Linked DNA regions of Sus scrofa: region 2 is linked to region 1. The links are chromatin contacts, called in public HiChIP or PLAC-seq maps. All regions are on one chromosome and are shown on one strand. Each heading gives the region's core, a stretch centred on a gene start, on an enhancer-like site or on the middle of the called end of the contact. The rest is flanking DNA. Distances are from core to core; before and after follow the strand shown.

The links. HiChIP or PLAC-seq counts read pairs in DNA pulled down with a chosen protein or histone mark.
Region 2: an H3K27ac HiChIP or PLAC-seq map of skeletal muscle shows a contact between it and region 1. The contact joins two enhancer-like sites. A contact is called at or near these places in 1 of 47 Hi-C or Micro-C datasets (embryonic fibroblasts) and 1 of 2 datasets of contacts at active chromatin or transcription factors (skeletal muscle).

What each region holds. Positions count from the first base shown.
Region 1 is chr3:86,640,799-86,645,514 of Sscrofa11.1, forward strand. SPTBN1 (spectrin beta chain, non-erythrocytic 1) reads right to left here. Exons shown (of 36, transcript XM_021088218.1): 4 at 2,998-3,171. Among named protein-coding and RNA genes, the nearest start is that of EML6, 110 kb to the left of the region's middle. Within about 2 kb of position 2,638, at least 13 of the 83 cell types and tissues checked have an H3K27ac peak or open chromatin away from gene starts, as enhancers often do. A contact at or near this core is called in skeletal muscle, where this site is marked.
Region 2 is chr3:86,743,547-86,748,262 of Sscrofa11.1, forward strand. All of the region lies in intron 1 of SPTBN1 (spectrin beta chain, non-erythrocytic 1), which reads right to left. Among named protein-coding and RNA genes, the nearest start is that of SPTBN1, 38 kb to the right of the region's middle. Within about 2 kb of position 2,530, at least 26 of the 83 cell types and tissues checked have an H3K27ac peak or open chromatin away from gene starts, as enhancers often do. A contact at or near this core is called in skeletal muscle, where this site is marked.

The sequences.
Region 1 (4,716 bases), core at 1,388-3,887:
TGGGTTCGTGCTGTGGCATGGGTGCGATCAGTGGCTTGGGTTCAATCCCTGGCTCAGGAACTTTTGCATGCCGTGGGTGTGGCTAAAAACAAAAAAGAGAAAAATTCTCCATTTTTAATTGTGGTAAGAAAAGTCTGAGTCAGCATAAACTCCAGAGTCCAAAGAGTGAATGTGCAAGAATAACCCTCTCTCAAGGGGTAAGAAACTGACTCACCAGGAAAGGCAGGTGGAATTTTACAATAATCCCTGTCAGCTTTCCTATGCTTCTGTGTGTCGGGAGTCTGTTTCCAGACTTGCTCATTAAGAAACAATGTTTACCTTCTGAAATGAAGACGGCTGCCTATGTGGACTAGGAAAACTTAAAGATTTTCATTTCTGTTTCTCCTACCACGTTTTACTCTCTTTTAGAGGGGAAGCAGCATAAACCTGTCATTTATCAATGGTATTTATTTATTTATTTTCATTCATTATTTATTGCTTTTTAGGGCCACACCCACAGCATATGGAGGTTCCCAGGCTAGGGGTCCAGTCGAAGCTACAGCTGCCCAGCCTACACCACAGCCTCAGCAATGCCAGCTGCTAGCCACAACTGTGACCTACACCACAGTTCACGCCAACGCCGGATCCTCAACCCACTGAGCGAGGCCAGAGATCAAACCAGCATCCTTATGGATCCTAGTTGGGCTCATTAACCGATGAGCCACTACAAAAACTCCATCAATGGCATTTAATGACACCTGCTACACCCATCAGGGCAGACCACGTCTCAGGACGCGTGTTCGCGCGCGCGCGCACACACACACACACACACACACACGGGAAATGATAACATGAGATTATTACACACTCAGGAGCTGGGGAGCAAGATCTTTGTAGATACCTGAGGAAGCTTTACAGAGGAGGCAGAACATAAGCTGGGCCTGGTCTGGTATAGAATCAATACGTGTTTGTGGAAGGGGGGTACAATATGATAAAGCTGCTGGAGGAGGGAGTTCCTGTCATGGCTCAGTGGTTAACGAATCCGACTAGGAGCCATGAGGTTGCGGGTTCAATCCCTGGCCTTGCTCAGTGGGTTAACGATCCAGCATTGCTGTGAGCTGTGGTGTAGGTCGCAGACGCAGCTCAGATTCCGAGTTGCTGTGGCCCTGGTGTAGGCCGGTGGCTACAGCTCCGATTAGACCCCTAGCCTGGGAATCTCCATATGCCACGAGAGAGGGCATAGAAAAGGCAAAAAGAAAAAAAAAAAAAAAAAAAAAAAAAAGAAAGCTGCTGGGGAAGGCAGGATCACATCAAATGCCAACCCTGCAGGCCATGCAGTGACATCAGCCTGGATTTCTGGCCTCCAAGAAAAGGGAGAAAGTACAAATCAGCATTTACAGGTTCAAGCGCAGAAAAAGGCAAGCTGGCAGGAAACTAATTAGTCAATGACTCAACCCAACTCATGCCCAGAATCCTGGAAAGGGCCGTGTGCGCCAGCTCTCAGCCAAGGGCACCAGTCTGCTGTTGAGAGAGACCCGTCAGGATGCCTTCCACGCTCTGATTACTACAGGCCAAAGGCAAGAAAAATAGAACTTTTTACCCTACAGCACAGAGGCGAGGCTCAAAGAAGGTCCTGCTCGGTCCACCTCTGTTGGCCTAAGGCCAAGGGCAGTGATTAATGATTTAATGGTATTCGGTCCATTTTCAAATTATTCAGGAACTAAATGGCAAAAACCTGCACAAGAGTTCTGTTTGCAAAATAAAGTTGTTGATGGATGCAATTAACTCCATTATTGATGTCATCTTCAGCGGTTCCTGCCTCGGAGCTACTTAATTACAAGCGCTGGGGCTGAGAGCAGGGAACCTGAATTTGTGAAAAGCTTTCCCAAGGAGTCAGAAGTTGAATCAAAGCTTAGAACCCAGCCATTCAGGGACTGTCTTTGTTCCTACCATTCCACATACCCACCCAGAACACAAAGTGAGAGCCCCGGGCCGCGGGAGGCAAGAAGGAAAACAACTAGTTCGAGGTTGATTTCAGAGTTTTAGTAAGAATACAAAAAAAGCTATAAGTGGATTTCTGTTTTTGCCCTTTTTTGGTGAGATCTTTATTTACCCAGAAAAAAAAAAATCAGACTGCATCAAAAGAAGCGGGAAAGGAAGGCACAGAGCCTACAGCCACCCAGGAGACAGGACGGCTAGGACTTCTGTTTGCAGAGGAACCTGATGCTGTGTGACAAGTGTTTTCTGCATTTCAGATTTTAACTGAAAAGTAGGAGCACGAAGAAATAGCCTGGAGAAAGAACCAGTGACTAAGCTGGAGATGCTTCCCAGACAGGAAAGGCTGAGCTTTCTCCTAAGGGGCTGGAAGCATGTGGCAGCCTCCACTGGCTGTGTGACAAGGCTCCTCCCTTCCCTCATAAAGCAAAGGAACTGGACAGAGTGACCTTCAGAGCACCTTCTGGCTTAGACTATTTCTATACTTAGAACCTTCCCTTTGGGTATAACAAACCCATAAAATGGTCATCAATTCAAAAAGAGCATAAGGCTTTTGCACATTCCCTCTGGAAACTGCTTCCTCATAACTAAAGGAGAATGAGAAGGTAGAAACAGAGCCCACACATGTGTCATAGTTCTAAGCTGCTTCTCCTAAAAATATTCTATGATGCATGTCACAGTCTTGCAAAGTTTAGACTATTCAGTTGTAGTAACCGAGCACCAACCACATCCTTACACCTCTGCTCCTGAGAGCGGAGCCGCAGATACCACATTTAGAGCAAGTACCAGTGAGGTGGTGGGCTGGGACATAGTCCAGAAACCCCCTCAAAATATGACAGCAGGTTCAAGACTTTAAGGGGCTAGGAAAACTGAGGAAGGACATGGTAGCTGCGGCATGCCTACGGGACAGCCAAATGTGACACACAGCTCCACACATCTGACTCTGAGGTGCCACTTCGGCCTGGTGTTCCTGGTCCCTCTGGAGTGGGGAGGCCAGTTTCATAAAGATGATCAGTTCCTTACCTGGAACCGCAGGATGATGGTCCAGATGAGGCCGAGGGTCAGCCGGTGGTTCCCATCCACGATGTCATGGGACCCCATGTTCTCCAGATGGACTCTCTGCTCCTTCAGGAACTGAAGGGCTTTGTCCACATTCTCCAGACAGTGGATGCGCATTCGTCCCTTGGTGGGTTTGGGCTATAATCAGATGAGCAGAAGGTGGAAAACAGGTCATCCAACAGGGCAGAATGAGGCTGAGAGCTACCGCCCAGAGTTCACACGTGGCCATTCATCAGCACTCTCCCACCCAAACCAAAACGATAACAATCAGTCCAAAGACAGCATTTATCTAACAACCTTAGAAAAGTTTACTTAAGGGTTGATCACCCATCACTCTTCAGAGGTTTGTTTAATCATGGAAGCTACACAATTTACAAATGAGCATAAAAGCTGGAAGTTTAGAGAAAAAGCAACCCAATTTCCATAAAGAATTTCAGAGCTACTACTGCCATCTGTGTAATTTTTGCAGGTGCATGGCAAAACACCTCTGAGAATTTTCTGGCTGCTTTAAAAGTAAAAATAGGTTTGCCACCTGTTGGCTTGGGTTGTTTCCTAAGGTTGCCTCAAAATGACAAAGCAGGTACACTCCACCAAATCAGGAGAATTTCCAAGTGATGGTTTTATGAGGATGGTGGGGAGGGAGTTGCATAAGAGTAATTTACTGAAAAGAAGGGATAAAGGAACAAAATGTGAGATTAATTTGAACTACCCCAATTTTTTTTTTTTTTTGCTTTTTAGGGCTGTACCCACGGCATGGGGAAGTTCCCAAGCTAGGGGTCGAATCAGAGCTAGAGTTGCCGGCCTATACCACAGCCATAGCCACAAAGGATCCGAGCCACACCTATGGCCTACACCACAGCTCACAGCAACGCCAGATCCTGGTCAGGTTCATTACACTGAGCCACAACAGGAACTTCCCAAATATCTTTTACACAGGTATATCAAAATCCAAAAAAGGCCCTTTGAAGGTGAACCTTTTACATAAATAAAGCTACAAATCAAGATAGATACACACACACGTGAAATTTTCAATGGTTCTCTAATGTCTCCTGTGTCAAGAGCAAGCTGGTGCCTCCAGCGCATGGCTCCGTCCTTCCCATCGTCCTCGCTACTGCTCCACACACCCACTCTAGCAGATCTCACTCTTCCACCTCAGGCTGATCTCACGCCTCCACCAGGCTGCCACCAAGCTGCCACCAGGCTGCACACACCCTGCTAGCCAGAGGATGTTCTTGGCCGGGCTGCCGCTTGACCTCCTTGGCCCTCTCTCCAGACCCCACCCACCTTCTGAGGTTCAGGTCAAGGCACACCTTTCCTTCCAGCAGTGATTTGTAACCACTCCAGGTCTCACAGGTCTCCCTTTCCCCCTAAATCTACACAGTGATGGTCTGGACCACAGAGTTCAAGAACTCATCATACGTCCTACACTTTTGTTGTTACTTCATAGTATCATTCTTACATCCAGACTACTGGCTTCTGAGAATGGAGATGATTCTTTATACTTCTGCTATATTTTCAGCAGCCTCTGGTTTGGTGCAGAGCACAAGGTCCACATGGCATAATGGAACATCCACGGATGGACGGGGCACGGTGTGTGCTAGGAGCCAGCCTCGCAGAAGAAAGGCAGCCAGGAGTGCAGCAACCCAGGCACACACAGGTCCTCTGGCAACAGCCTGCTCCTTC
Region 2 (4,716 bases), core at 1,280-3,779, 100 kb after region 1:
CAGCCTACGCCAGAGCCACAGCAACGCAGGATCCGAGCCGCGTCTGCAACCTACACCACAGCTCATGGCAACGCCGGATCGTTAACCCACTGAGCAAGGGCAGGGACCGAACCCGCAACCTCATGGTTCCTAGTCGGATTCGTTAACCACTGCGCCACGACGGGAACTCCGATGTCTCTTTTTAAATTAAACTCAGTAGAGTAAGCTCCACATGGCAAAAGGATTAAAAAAAAAAACAAAAAACAAAAACAAAAAACTCAGGGATAAAAAAAACAAACAAAACAAAACAAAAAAACCCAAAACTCAGGGATCACTCCCAGAAGACTAAGAATGTACCCAGTTGTTGAAACCCCTCTTTGTGCAAAATCCAGAGTCACTGCTGTGCAGGAAAGGCTCCCACACAGGCAGGGAGGCTCGGCTCTCTTCTTCTCATGACCACAGAGGGAACATGCAGTGACATCATGTGCATTCTCCTCAGCGGTGAAGTGGCTGCTGTGTGAGCTCAGGAGTCTGTGCAGAGCTCCCTCTCAACTCTGAATGAGGGCCCAGCTAACAAGCGCCGGCTCTCTTCAACTCAACTGCTCTCCACTCACACCCTTGCCAGCAACCTCCCTCAACAAGTTTCAGAAAGCGCCTGCTAACCTGCTCAACAGGCTTTACAAGCGAGGGATGAGGGGCCCCTTCCCTTGGCTTTCCCTGTACATTCCAGAAAGAAATAAAAAACCCAGCAAAGCCAGAGCTTGCCCTTGGTTTTGCATTGAGATAGATTTTTCATTAACACATCTCTGACTTCAGGCAAAGTCCCTTAATCTTTATATCCAGAACCATGTAGGCAAAGTGGGCAGGGGGGCTGTCATCAGCTTACACATGCTGGTCTCAAACTGTATTCTCTGAAGTGAATATTTATCTCATTTCTTCTATTTTTTTTCTTTTTTTTTCTTTTTAGGGCCTCACCTGCTGCATAGGGAAGTTCTCAGGCTAGGGGGTGGATCAGACCTGGAGCTGAGGCCTATAGGCCACAGCCACAATAACACTGGATCCGAGCTGCAGCTTGTGGCAACATCAGGTCCTTAACCCACTGAGTGGGGCCAGGAGTCAAACTTTCCTCCTCAAGGACACTATGTCAGATTCTTAACCCACTGGGTCGCAACAGGAACTCTTATTTCACTTCCTCTAAATGGCAGGAAGTATCTTCCATCTCTGCTGGGCCTCTGTTGCCAGGAATATATAGCAATGTCCGCAGCAGCCTCTCTGAAGCAATCCACATCTTCAGAGCAGGAGTGGGCAGTTAAACCAGACCACTCGGTCAGCCTGACCAGCCCATGGCACCCTAGTGATGCACCTGCCCATCCCTGCACTCAGGTCCTTGTAACCAGCTCCTGACAAGAGTAATTAGCCTTCACCACCAGCTTCCAGAGGATAGCAAGGGTGATGCCTTTGGGGCCAGAAAGCAGAAAATCATGGGCTTCCTCATCACAGTCGCAGTCTTCCTCGGTGGGATGTAGGTGGAGGGTCATTTCAGAGGCTCGTATTTGAAATAAACGCTGAGGGAATTCTCAAATTGACATCCTGGGAAGAAATACACAGTTTTCTTTTCTTCATTTTCTCCATTTCTCAGAGTTTCACATTTGGAAAAAGACGCTGTCATGTTACAAGAATAAGCAGCAGATCAGGAAATGAGCCAAAGCCTTTTAATCCAGTCTTGCTTTACAATGCAAATGTTTTTCTATCAAATGTTCCGAAATGTGCTAATCATCACCTGCAGCACAAATTTTCAAGGAGCTGTGGAATACGTATCAAAATGTGATCAAACCTTTCTCAGGAGAAGTCTCTGTGCATGTAACTTGCTTCCTCTCCTCTCACAACTCCCAGGCCCCCTCCTTTGTGAGCTCTCTTAGGGGCCTCATCCCCCAGGTGGGGTGTCCAGTGTGGGAAGGGGGCCAAGCGGGTTACCACCCCCAGGCCCACTGGCCAGCAGACAGCTGCAGCTCCAACCTGTTGGGCAGCGGAGACAAGGCTCGGATACAAGAAGGGCTGGAAACAGCCACTTGAGAACACATGCAGCCCAGCCCCTCTTTCTGGATACCTCAGACCTGCACCTGGCTGTCCTGCTAAGTCAGCCCTTAATTGGCTCAAATTATCCTTAATGGATATACAGAGCATTAGCAATTGTCAATTACACCAAACACCGTGCCTACTTAATATGCACTGTTCCCTAAAAGGGGAGAAATAAGTGTCTAAGATATGCAGGAGGGGACCAGCTATTCAAAAGCCTCTTTGGTGATAAATGGCAAGCGGTCTGGAAGCTGCCATCTCATTTAGCTAATTACAAACCTATTTGTTTGGGGCGGGGCAGGCGCACCTGAGGCAGTTTTTATCTTCTCTCTCACTGAGGAATACAATAGCTTTAGTGGGAAACAGCAGCTGGTGTTTACTTGGCTGAAAGGCGAGGGAGCTCAATGCTCCATCCCCGTCACTGGGTCGTAGGCTCAGCAACCTCCTGGCCTGGCTCTGGGAGGGACAGTCCACTGGCCTCCGGTGAGAACACCAGAGTTCTGCAATCAGAGACTCTGACATCCCTTCCAGAAACCGATAACCTCACATTCAGGTCAGTCCCAGGGGAGGCCTTGGTACAAGTCATTGAAAGGCTCAGGGCCTCAGTTTCCTGGTCTGTAAAGAGAGAGGATGGGACCAGAACAGCGGTTCCCAGCCCTGGGCACACATCTCCATCACTTTTCGTGAGTCTGTGATTTAATTAGCCTCAGGTGTGGATGGGCAGCAGGTGCTTTAAAACTAAGGGTTGAAAACGACTGATCCAGTAGAGCCCCTTCTCATTTAAACCAAACAAAAAAGTTCCAAAGTCCCAAATATCAATGAAATCATCTGCGCCTCTCCCCCTACAGGGTGGTGGATGGGGATGTGAGTTCATCGCTGAGTAGGGCGGGGCTCTCAAAGCCACCCCGGCCCTGAGCCCTGAGGACGCTTGATGAGCACTGGGGCTGCAGCCCACCTGAACGATCTCCAAGTTTCCAGTCAGCTCTAAAATTTGGACACTGTATTTGGGATTTATATTTTCTCTTCCTCTGTTGCCTGAAACAAGTTTCACAATAAACTATCTTAAACGAAAATGTTTTGGTTATTTTAAATAAGTCTCCCGCCAACAAATGAGACTGCTTGCCATTGTTTTTCTTTTCAAAACAAAGAATGAAAAGCTGCTTAAACTTGTTCATTCCCTGCACTTTCAGTCGATTACAGACCACAGAAAAAAAACATAAAACAAGTCCTAAGAAATGAACAATTAACATCACAAAAAGTGTAAAGAATTCTAATTCCAAAACGCCAAAAATACTGATTACATTTCAATTACTATTTGCGCTTTCATCTGGAAAACATATCCTCTGTTGGAAAGTACCCAGTACAACAGCTGCATTGCTTTTTCGACTTTCACAAACACTCTAAAAGTTAGCCAGAACTCTGTGTTGGCTGACATCCAGGGTTTTATTATTATGTACTATTAGTTCATAGTGAGAAATGTGGGCTAAGGAAGGGAGAAAGCGAAGTAACAACAGGGGCTTCATAATCGTGTGCAGATGTGCAAGTTTCTGAAGCTTTATCTGCCAGAAAATGCCTTGCCTCCCATATTACTTGTATTACCTGTAGCCTTTATTACTTTAATTAGATAATTACAAACGTGTTTTTAGGACATCGTTTAGAGCCTTACTGTTAAACAATTTTTTCTTATGTCAGTGGCTGGGCTATACTGACATTTTAATACTTTTCATATGTAAAGCAGACTGGTGGACATTCTCCTCCTCTTCCCCCCCTCCCTGCTTTTCAGCAAGTGCAGAAAGCACATGGACAGGCCACAACCAGTCCTGTTCCTCCATTTCTTGTCAAATCAATTATGGCTCAAAAGCCTCTCACTTTCAGTACTTCGTAAATGTTGGGGCTTATGACATCTTCTTTAAAGGTTTCTATCAACCAAATGGTCCAGCACAGGCTTTTCAATCTCACGAACCTGTAAAGTTAAAAAAAACAAAAAAACTAGAAGGACAAACACAGGTTTCTAACTTTTATTTAGTTAAGGGATAAACATTTTTTTAAATTGCCTATCTGAAACTGTCACTCTTTTATAAAGACGACTCAGAATAGAAGAATCAGCATCATCATCTGAGAATTGAAAGAGCAATCCTTTGCAGAAGAAAACAAGTGATGATCTCACATCAAGGCTTCTGGAGCGGCAGTGAGCGCCTCAGGACACACCTGGCCCACAGGTGCAAAGGCAACGTCAGCAAGTAGTCAGATGATGCAAGCTCAAATCCCAGCCAGCTGACCAGGAACAGGCACAAAAGCTCTCCAGGCTTCAGTATCTATACCTGGACATTTACTCTCCTTCTGAAGTTCCTATTCTAGAGTTCCATAACCAGTAAGTAAAAACACGCTGTTAGACTGACACCTATTTTATTACGATGAGGGAGAAGAACCAAGTCTTACACTCCACCATGTACATCTCCTGCACCCAGCACAGCACTGGGCACAAAGTCAGGTCAATAAATGTTTACTGAATAAGTGACTTTTCTGATCCCAACAGTATTTAAAGGATTTTAAGAAAAATGCATTGATGATTGATGCTTGACAGCTTCCTGAAATAAAATGTAACATGGATCTGGCTTTATTTCATTTTTCTTAGGGCTGCTCCCACAGCATATAGAGGTT